Regions from separate parts of the Nothobranchius furzeri genome. Here region 2 is linked to region 1. A link is a contact called in public Micro-C data. All regions are on one chromosome and are shown on one strand. The core of a region is the stretch at or near the end of the contact, and the rest is flanking DNA. Distances in the headings are between cores, read along the strand shown.

Region 1 (5,557 bases), core at 2,883-5,382:
ACACACACACACACACACACACACACACACACACTACAGGGGCTGGGGCTGGTGCCACTGCTGCTTCACAAGCTCCTGGTAGGCATCATGCTGTTTATTTTGGATCATTTAGTGCAGAAGTGTCAGACTCCAGTTCTCCATGTTTTAGCTTTTCATCTGCTCTGAATCACCTGTTCAGCACCTCCACGTTTAGACCAGGTGCGTGTGAGGAGCCAGACGTCTACAGCACTGGTAGAAGCACCGCACCCTTGAACGTGACACAGACACCTTCTGTGATGGACCAGCGTGTAGAATAAAATGGATTCATGGTGTATTCAGCTTTCTGAAGCTCACCCTGATGGTGGAGAGAGTGTGTGGGACTTGTGTCTGGGCCGATCTAACTCATGAATATTCTGTGGTCTAAACCGTCCCTGTAGCTCTAAGCCACGCCCACCTACTCCCAGACCATGACACTGCCAAAGTGAATGAATAGGAGGATCAAAGCTTGTTGTGTGCCACGAATTTCCCACATGATGTCTGATGTCAACAAAGTGCTTATTTTCAACAGGAGCAAAAGTTGTAGGTTTTGTGTGAAACCATGTCGGCGTTAGGGTCGTCTCGCCAATATGACATCATGGAACCAGAGACGGAGGGGAGGCGTGACTTTAGCGAGCTTCATCCTTCTTCCAGGACGACAGAAGGAGCATTAAAGGTGGAGAACACCACCGTAAACCTGGTCAGGAGCAGCGACGCTGGGGGAGAGGAGGTTCTGCTGTGATGTCATACATGACACGTCAGATTGATGAATTTTTACAAGCTAACGAATCTCAAAGTGTGTGACAGACTTAAGCCTGGTTCATGCTTCTCCGTCAGCTCCGTAAGGGACAGACACGCACGGGTTGACGGAAGCGTTTTGCTCTCATACTTCTCCGTCTCCTGGAGAGCGTTGCAAAGCAATTCCCCGCCAGGACAACAGAGGGCGTAGCGCTGTTCTGTGGTATCCTGTCATGTATCGGTCCAAGATCGTGTGTTTATATTGTGTTTTTTGTGTATACAAGAGACTTTTAACACGGACATATTTGTCTCTCATTCTCCCACCTCTTCATGCGCTCCCCACCTCTAAACCCACGTTTCCTGTCGTTTCCGTCCACAAATAAAACGCTTGCTGCGCATCTTTTCACTCCTCCAGTCACGGGAAGATGAAACGTTCATATTTTTAGAGTTTCTTCGCGAGGTATTCTTCAAGCTTCTCCGTGTCTGCCGCTAGTTATCCTCGGCTCTTTTTGCAATGGCGGCGCTGTAAACAACAGCGGCGTTCTGACCAATCACAAGCTTGCGTAATCTGTCTCATTCGACGGATGTTTAAAAAAGTGGGCTCGACTCCGTACGTACTTGCGTGCTGCCGGAGCCCTACGCAAGGACGGATAATGGTGTTGAGTGTCTCCGCACTGACGCAGACGGAGAAGCATGAACCAGGCTTACGTCACCACCGACGCCATCATCTCAGCTGGAGTACGGGTGTGAATCAGGGCGTTGTATAGTTCCGTTCAGGGACCTGGAGCCGACCGGAGGGGTCGGAGCCTGTTGTCCTGCTGGAAGGTGATTCTCCTTCCCAGGATTTAGCTCCTCCCTAACCAACTCTGTCCCCCACATGCCTGCTGTGTCCTCCACATGCCTGCTGTGTCCCCACGTGTCTGCTGTGTCCCCCACGTGCCTGCTGTGTCCCCTGCATGTCTACTGGAAACTGCAAATTGGACTTTTCATGTCTGTCTGTCAACAACGGCCTCCTTACCACTCTTCCATCTAGGCCAGAGTGTGGAGGATGTGACTCCCAGTGTCCAGTGGACAGAGTGTCCCACCTGAGCTGTGGACTTGTGCAGCTTCTCCAGAGTGGTCTTCTTGGAAGCGTCTCTGAGCAGAATTCTCGTCTCTTGTCTGCTAGTTCAGGTGGACGACCGTGTCCTGGAGGGTTGGGGTGCAGCAGGTTAACGTCTGCTGAGTTCTTGGTCTGCATGATGTGTTTTCCAGAGAACCACAGCAGGTGAGCTTATGAGGAGACTCTGTGGGGTTGGATTCCACTTCACATGTGTGTGCTACTTAGTGCTGGTCAGTCACGTACGGTTCTGGTCTTGACCTCCTGCTGACCCCTCCAGGACAGGCTACACGTGGCAGAGGTGAGGTGGTGCCCTCTCCTCAAAAACACATCTGGGGTCCATCTGACCCCATGAGGAACACGGGTGGGTTAGGGTGTCTCAGGTCACTGGGTGTGAATGCTTTTGCAGAGCGCTGTAGATCCTGCAGGGTTGTGGTTCTGGAGAACTGGAGTCTTTCGTGGAGCTGGAGCTCAGGAGCACCCAGATTCTGGTGCTGAGTGAGCCCACGCGGGGCTGATGAGGGTCTGAAGAGTCTGGTAGAACCTGGGTAGGGGGGTGGACTAGGAATCTGGTCCTTCCTTCCCCGTTGTCAAACCAAAAGCTGCTCCGTCAGGAACGTCTGGAACAAAACATACACAAGGAGAAAAATGCACAGACAACAAAGTTTCTTCTTAATGTTATTTATTGTGTAATAAATGCAATACAAGCGTTCTGCAACCAGACGGTGAGCCGTGCTGGACCTACAGTCGCAGGACTTTTCCAGACATCGGACCGCCGCCCCTCTCTTTACACCTCAGCTGCTTCACGGCCGCTGTCAGAGCCACACGGGGCCTGCAGGAACGCAGGCCCTCCTCACAGCTGCCATATGCTCAGAACGGACGTAGTAAAGGTGCTGCAGCGTAGAGTTTAATGAGGATAAATCTTTCCTGGCACGTTTTCTGTCATTTAGCAGGAAAACCTGGAGGAACATCCAGCTGTGAGATGTTTCAGTCTGACAGCAGCTGAAGAGACTTTGGTGTAAAAGAGGAGAAAGCCTCAGTGACCCCGCCCCCTTACTGTTTTAGACACAATAATTACTATTATAACATGGGTACATATAAATATATATATACATATACTTTTTAGTACTTTGAGTTGAAACGATTTTTAGTATTTTGCAAATACATGTCTGTGTATAAACAGAAAAGCCTCCTGTAATAAACAAGTTTAATACTGAATCAGCTGTTGCGTGTTTGTTGGTACCACACACACACACACACACACACACACACACACACACACGCACACACACACACACACACGATCCACTGCCGTTCCTGAGTTCAGCTGGTAATGAACTCCAAAGGGATGGGGCAGCTTACTGCGTATGACTCGTCTTTGTCAACGAGAAGGTTCTGGTGCTGATCCATACTGGTCTGCTGCCATGAAACGCATGGAACAGCTGCGAGAAAGTCACCTTTTCCTTAAAAATGTGACTGCAGTACCCACCTTTGACCACAGGATGTCATTCTTACTTCATAACGTTTATGCTTTAAAATAGAAAAAAAAAAGTTAAAATTATTAACTTTATATTTGACCAACAAAAGATTAAAACCTGATGTAAATAAAACTATAGAAATAAGTAGCCTCATGTGGCGCTCTCTAGTGCCAGTACTGTGTAACCATCAGAATCATAAGATTCCTGGGAGAATCTTCCAGTAAACCACCAGGTGAACACAAATGTTCTGCACATGAAGAAGTGGATCATCTGAATCCAGAGGTTAGAAATAAAACACATCTGCATTTCCTCAACGCTCCTCACTGGAGCTCATTGCTGGCACGAGAAGTTCAGAGGAAATAATAAAAGCAGATCTAGTCTAACAACAGACGCAGGTGTCATTTTAAATGATTTATAATCCAACACGATTCTGGTTCTTTCTCTGCTCCAAAGTCACAAACGTTAAAGCTGATCAGCTTTTATCCAGCACATTTCCCTCAAAATTAAAGAGATGTTGGCTGCTTCTGTTTTTATAAAAACTACAGAGAAATGCAGTCACTAGAAGAGATCTTCCAGATGTTTGGCTGCTGAGAAAAGACAAGCAAGTTTCTCCTTGATTTAGTTTCATTTATTTTAAATTCCACATCTAAAACTAACTTTAGAGAAGAAACATTATTAATGTGTTTCTTTTAACCATGTTTACTTGATATTTTCCTTCTGAGAACAACGTGTCATTACAAATAAAGATTTATTTAAAAATCACAGCGAAACCCTCTCCTTCAACAACCCTTACTTTGAAACGCGATGACCGGAAGTAGCCTTTACCTTGATGCTAACGGCTGCTAGGATGTTAGCTTCTCGCTAACGGCCGCTAGGATGTTAGCTTCTCTCAGAACGGTTTGCCGCCGTTTCGGGGCTCGCTGCCTGTTCGGTTTCAGGCCGCTGCTGCAGCGGAAGGAACCGTTGAAGAGTCCGGGTAGCCGTCGCTGGAAGTCGGACCCGAACACAGGTATTGCATCGGAGCTACAGCTAGCAGGCTAACATTAGTCCCCTGTTCTCGGATTTGGGATTAGGTTAGGGTTAGAGGCGTCCCTCGAGAGGTCAGAGGTCAAATAAATCAGCATGTTTACAACTGTACTAAAGCTTTCTCTATTTAGTATTAATCATATTAATCAGCTGTTTAAACTTTGTTCAGGTGCGTCAAGCTGACGATGTTAACACCAACCTGGTCCTCCAGGTCCATCATCCATCACATTTTCTTCCTCATAGTCTTACTCTTCTCAACTTTTTAGGATCAATTTTCAATGTAGATTAAAAAATCTCAATGAAATAATTTTGTGTTTTTATAATATAAATTTTAGATTAGTGTACCTTTGTGTTGACCGTTTGGGCCCCTTTAGTTCAGTGATTCTCAGTCCTGGACCTGGAGGGCCGGTACCCAGCATGTTTCAGTGCTTTCTCTGCTCCATCACACCTGTGCAGCAGCTCATCAGGCTCTGCGGAAGCCTGTTAATCACCTGCTGATTAGAATCAGGTGTGTTGGAGGTTAGAAAACTCTAGAAACAGGGAACCCTGGACCTTAAGGGTTGCTATCCTGTATGTTTTGTTGTTTCCCTGCTCCAGAACACCTGGCTTTATTCAGCAGGTGATTAACAGTCTTCTCCAGGACTCGACGAGCTGCTGAACAGGTGTGTTGGAGCAGAGAAACCAGGGTGGGACACTACGGTACTGATGGGTAGATGCGGGTCCAGACTGCATCACTATGTTGGTCTACTGACACCTGCTGGATCCTGAGCATCGTTGCAGGGAAACCTTAAACCGGCTGATTCAATTGGCTGTAATACCAAAAGGATTTCACTGTATTCCATGTTGTACACCCCGCGTTATTTAATATCTGAATCCAAGTTTAAAACATCTCAGATACATAAAAATTCAATAAGAAAAACAATGTGAACGTGTTTCATAATTTGTGAAAAGGGGAACTTTTGTGAAGTAGAAGCTGCTTATGGGCCCGTCTTTCAGGTAGTCTGGGTTGTCTCTGCGCTGACGACATTCCTTTATTAATGTATGCAGGTCTAGTTGAACAAATGTGACACGTGGCCTGCAGAAGCCTGTGTGAGTGATTGTAAAAGTTGTTTAGAAGCCAAACTGATGGATCACGCTGAGAGGAACAGGATGAAACCACACCGGGTGGCCGACCCATTAACGATGGGAATTCCAGCTCTTT
Region 2 (5,604 bases), core at 475-2,974, 190 kb after region 1:
ACACACACACTACAACCTTTCCTGCAGCAGGAACCTGCTGAGAGACTTTGGGGTGAAGTAGATCTACTCACCCATCGGAGCCGCGGTGGTGTGGAACGTCAGACTCGGAGCGCTGGATCTGAACAGACAGAAGAAAAAAAAAGATTTTCCTGGAACTTCCTGCTGGTTCCTGATGTTCACAGAGACGAGCAGTCACACCGACAGGGACCATCTAGACTCCAGGTGACCTGAATGTGCCTGTTTTTGGTCTGTGGGAGGAAACCAGAGAAAACCCTTGCATACACGTGCCAACTCCACGCAGTAAGCCAGACGTTGGGATTTGAACCGACGACCTGCATTACTGTTTTAAACTGGAGTAGGCACACTCACAGCGCTGATCTGGAGTCTGTGGATGGAGCTGATTGGAGTGTAGACTGGCTGTAACTCTCACCCCAGGCTGATCTCAGACCTTTACCGAGTCTTCCATGACCCTGGGGAAGTTCCAGACGACGGTCCGACTGCATCCTCATCAGCGATAAGCGCTGAAACAAGCCAACCACGTTGCTGTATGTTGAAGCTCTACTTGGAACCTTGTTGAGATCCAACCATGCAGATTAGGATTTTGGCCCTTTTCCAAACGGTCATAAACTTTTGATCATGACTGCATCAGTTTCCAGTGGCGGAAACGTGTGTGGAGCGCTGGTGGTTTATCCAATCAGCTGAGAGGAGAAGCTCCAACTCTGAAGACCTTTAGGGAGTCAGACCTCCATCTTTCATTCTTTTGACCATGTGACCTTTTTAAGCTAGTGCGATTATCTTTTATTTGCATGACTTTAGTCAGATAAAATAATACCCGTATGTATGCTTAAGAAAACATTACGGAGGTTGTCGAAGTATTCCAACCACCGACCCACAACGTCCAGAGCAGATTCAGCAGCATGCCGTCCTCACTAGCGCGCTGCTCTCCTCCTGAGATGGACCAGAACCTCCTCACAGCTGTAGGTGAACATTTATTCCAGTAATATTCTTAATCAGGCTGACAGTAAAACTACAAACGTTCTCTTGTTGGGTAGACTCTTGCAGGTGTGGGGGCGGACCTGCTGATCTCAGACCTGTTCAACCTTCACTTGACCATGGCCGCCAGGTCATCAGCTGATCTGGGACAAAGGTCGCTTCTAACCGACACCGGCTGTCCCGTTAAAGCACCAAACGCCGGCCCGACTGCAAAAACACCAAACACGTTCTTAACAGGTGTTGTGTCGATATGAGTTCCCCCGTCTGTCTCCCCCCCAACTGCGAGTCTGACCCTAGCCCTAAGCAAACACAAAGCCGTGTTAAACAGTCATTTCATAAATATAAATATGCATAGCATAACTTTTGGTGACAGCGGGGTTTTGGTTGGAGTGATGGTTGTTATTGTGAGTGGATGGTTCCAATCCGCAGCTGGCTGGAAAAGAGACAGATCTCGACGGGGGAACTCATATCGACACAACACACGTTCCAGCAGCTAGCTAACGAGAAGCTCCAAACATTACCTTCTAAGTTTGATGAAGCGCCACACAGCAGCACTTCTCTGGGCGACGCCGGCCATTTACACCCAGGACTCAGTCCAAGGTTCGGCAGAAAGAACGGAACCAGAGTAAACACAGAGGCTAACAGCTACGGGAGAGGCTAACCGCTACTAATGAACTAGACTCGCGAGCGATACGACAGGGAACCAAGTGCAGTGGCTGGCCACACCCTCCCTAGTGCCTCTTCTTCTTCTGGTGTTTTATTGGCGGTTGGCAAACAACGAATGGTGCGTTACCGCCACCTACTAGTGTGGAGTGTGGTCTGGAACAGCGCTCATAAAACAAAATCAAACAGGGGAAAGAAAGAAAAAAAATACATATATATACACAAAGATACACACACATACATACACATATATATACAAATACATATATACATCAAAGTCTCCCAAACATCCTTATCTCTTTTAAAAACTGAAATAAAATCAGAAAACAGTCACTTTTTGAATTCTGTCTCAATAAATCAATACGGTCTAGTTTCAGTTTGATCTGACTAAGATTTTGAATCAATGTCCTTCTTCCTGCCTGATACTTCCGACATTGTAATATAACATGAACTATAGTTTCTTCTTCTCCACAATAATCACATTTCCCTGTACTATGTTTCCCTACCATGAATAATGTATTGTTTAACCCAGTATGTCCAAACCTTAGTCTAGAAATGATCACCTCCTCTCTCCTAACCCTTCCAGGGTTTCTCATTTCACCTACTCTTCTTTGAATTTTATACAACCATCTACCCTCCTCTCCTCCTCCCATTGTTTTTGCCATTTTTTTCTTCATTTATTGCCTTATTATGCTCTTCATCTCTTTCTGACAAAATCGAACATCTAACTGAACCGAAGTATTTATAGCTTCCTTAGCCATCATATCAACTTCTTCATTTCCACTGATTCCACAATGAGCTGGAATCCATAAAAATGTACTGTAAGTCCCATCATGTTTATTCTATAAAGTGTCAGCTGAATCTCTAGGAGTATGTCTGGTCTGCTTTCTGAATGGCTGTACTTTAAACTGGTTAATGATGAGCTGGAGTCTGAACAAATAACTGAGAATAATGGTCGGGTTTCTTCCACCCATTGAACTCCCTATGCATCTACCAATTAGCAGCTACTTTGAATGAGGGAGAGCGAGAGGAGAGCACTCTGACCCTTTTTCATCAAGTCTTTTGAAATTTGGTATTTCTACATGTCATCGCGTTGGGGGGGGGGGGGGGGGCATTGCCCCTCCCTACATCCGGGCTCGGCTGTAGCCTGGTGGTCCTGTCTCTGCTGTCTGCTGTTCTAGTTCTGCACAAATGTTTCAATAATAAGAAATTATCTTAATTATGTGTGTTTGTTCCTTTTCTCTAAGCATATGTGCCTTAACGAGGAAAGTTCCCCACTGTGGGAACAATAAAGTTCAATTTAATTCAGTTTATTTCTGTAGCTCCACATCAGGACCAGAGTCGTCTCAAGGACCTTCACACAGTCCATCACAGGTCAGGTCATTAAGCCAATCAGTAAACAGTTTCCTACATAAGGAACCCAGCAGCTTGCATCGAGTCACTGACTAGTGTCAGAGTCTTTACAGCAATCCTCAGAAGGCATGCAGCGACAGTGGAGAGGAAAACTCCCTTTTAACAGGAAGACACCTCCAGAGAATCCTGGCTCAGTATAAGCAGCCATCCTCCACGACTCACTGGGGATGGAGAAGACAGAGCAGGCACACACACACACACACACACTTGTGCGTGTGTGTGTGTGTGTGTGTGATTAAAGGGTAAATACACTACTATACTAATATCTATCTATCTATCTATCTATACAAATATACATATATACATACATATATATCTATATATGTATGTATATAGATAGATAGATAGATAGATAGATAGATAGATAGATAGATAGATAGATAGATAGATAGATAGATAGATAGATAGATAGATAGATAGATAGATGATAGAGAAACTGAAAGAGGGAAATCAGTTTTGTCATTTAAAAACTAAATGTAGTCTTTCATTCTAGAACTCACTAGCTGAGATTTATTTCTTTATTATCAAAGTAGTTTTATTCTGAAGACCATTCACAACTTCCTTTCTAATACTCTTATTGTGAAAAGCTTTGTCGGAAATGATGCACCGGTGCGCGGGAAAACGGTTACTGCGTCAGTAAAACTGTTTTCAACAAACCGATAACGGGTCGTTTAGCGCAGCGGAAAACCGGACAAGAAACAGATCTGCGCCACAGCTGAGGAAGAGGAGGATGAAATGAGCGAAAGCGGAACTCAGGTGAGTCTGAAGCTGGCGGGTTATGCGGGTTTGTGTGAAACTAGCGAGCTTTGTCCTCGCCATCACCGGAACAGTTCAGCAGCCCAGGCTGTAATGTCCAATAATCGGAAGGTTGCTCCGACCAGAGACAGCTGCCGTTGTGTCCTTGGGCAAAACATTTAACCCACCTTGCCTGCTGGTGGTGGTCGGAGGGACAGCCCGCCCCAGGGCAGCTGTGGCTCCACCATGGCTCATCCCCACCAGGGTGTGACGATTGTGAAGCGCCCTGGGGGGTTGTAGAACCCTAAGAGCTGGCCAAGTAAAGTCCGAAAGGGTTCAGAAGATGGCAGCTTCTCATCCGGGGAGCTTTGTTTACTCTGACTGGAAAATGGGAAAGTCCAGCTTATCAGCTGTAGCTCTCTGTTGTTGCCTAACGAGCAGAAACTACCTCCGAATACTCCCCCTCCCCACCTATAATGAGTACAGCCTCCATTGTGTGGCAGTAGTTGTGATTAGATGCAGGAGGGTGCGACCCAGACTCAAGCTGTGTAGGAATGAGATCCAAAGCTGGATTATAGGTAATGGAAAGGTGAAATGTAAGCCCCGCCCCTATTCAAAGTGGCGTTTTCACGTTTGACATAGTTTCCTTTACTCCTCTCACACCATCTACCGTCTACAAGACTGTGACTCAGGGTCCCAGTATGACCGTCAGTCCAGTCATGAGTCGTTTAATGTACACACACACACACACACACACACACACACACACACACACACACACAAAGAAGTTTTGTCCCGTGCAGAATGTCAACGCGATGTCTTAAGCATGGAGGACGGAAAACGTCCCTCTGCACCTGTGTTCAGGGACTCCCAGCCGTCTGCAGGAGGCAGCAAGTCCTTCATCACTGACGGGTTTATTCTGTTAGGATCTCATCTTAGCTGATGTTCGGATCCTCCTCCTCACACATGAAGCTCTTGATGATCAGGCTCCACCATACACCTGTGATCTGGGACCAGGCTCCAAGGATAACAAGATGTTTGTGTTATCTGGATAACCTGTGGACACTTTGTCCATGTCCATGTGTCTCTGCAGCTGTTTGCTCGTCTGGACGCTCGGCGCTGTCTGAAGGACATTGAACCTCGTGTGTTCCCTGATAATGGAGGACCTGACCACGGTTAATAGCCACGCCCACTCCCTACCAGCTAATAAATGCTGCTATCTGACCAGGTATCACTGACTGGAATGTTTGTGTTTAACCTGACAGGTGAGGTGGTGGAGGTGTACGGAGCGGAGGGGACAGGTGACGTCTCCAGCAGCCCACCAGGTGACCTGCTCAGACTCACCTGTGACCTCTGGCTGAGACTGAATGTTATTTCCAGGTAAGACAGAGCTGCTCTACCACCTGCTGTGTCGCTGTGTGCTGCCCAAGGAGACCGGTGGTCTGGAGGTGGACGTTGTGTTTGTGGACACGGATTACAGTCTTGACATGTCAAGACTTGTCAGCATCCTGGATAGCAAACTGAGCTCAGGTAACACTCACAGGTGTCAGACAGCTGGATCCAGATTCAGATCTGAGTCCTGGTCCAGAACCGTGCTGAAGTTCTACCTGTGTCCAGGTCTTTCCACTTGCTCCACCTCTGCTGGATCAGATGAGGCGGTTCTGCGTTCCTGTCTTTCTCGCCTCCTCGTCGTCCACTGCTCCTCCTCCTCCCAGCTTCTGCTCACACTTCACTTCCTGGAGACCACCTTATCTTCACGGCCAAGCGTGGCACTCCTCCTCATTGACAGCATCTCTGCGT

The links. A called contact is a pair of places that touch in the nucleus more often than the background predicts.
Region 2: a Micro-C map of tail fin shows a contact between it and region 1, with 8 times the contacts expected there. The contact joins the promoter of eci2 here to the promoter of sugct in region 1. A contact is called at or near these places in 2 of 2 Hi-C or Micro-C datasets (skeletal muscle and tail fin).

What each region holds. Positions count from the first base shown.
Region 1 is chr7:64,381,346-64,386,902 of NfurGRZ-RIMD1, forward strand. It overlaps sugct (succinyl-CoA:glutarate-CoA transferase), which reads left to right and starts at 4,133. Exons shown (of 16, transcript XM_070553531.1): 1 at 4,133-4,339. The coding sequence starts at 4,207.
Region 2 is chr7:64,575,556-64,581,159 of NfurGRZ-RIMD1, forward strand. eci2 (enoyl-CoA delta isomerase 2) reads right to left here and starts at 1,725. Exons shown (of 11, transcript XM_070553534.1): 1 at 1,515-1,725; 2 at 72-118. The coding sequence starts at 1,570. xrcc2 (X-ray repair complementing defective repair in Chinese hamster cells 2) reads left to right here and starts at 3,672. Exons shown (of 6, transcript XM_015941199.3): 1 at 3,672-3,825; 2 at 4,898-4,979; 3 at 5,070-5,105; 4 at 5,185-5,334; 5 at 5,422-5,604. The coding sequence starts at 3,805.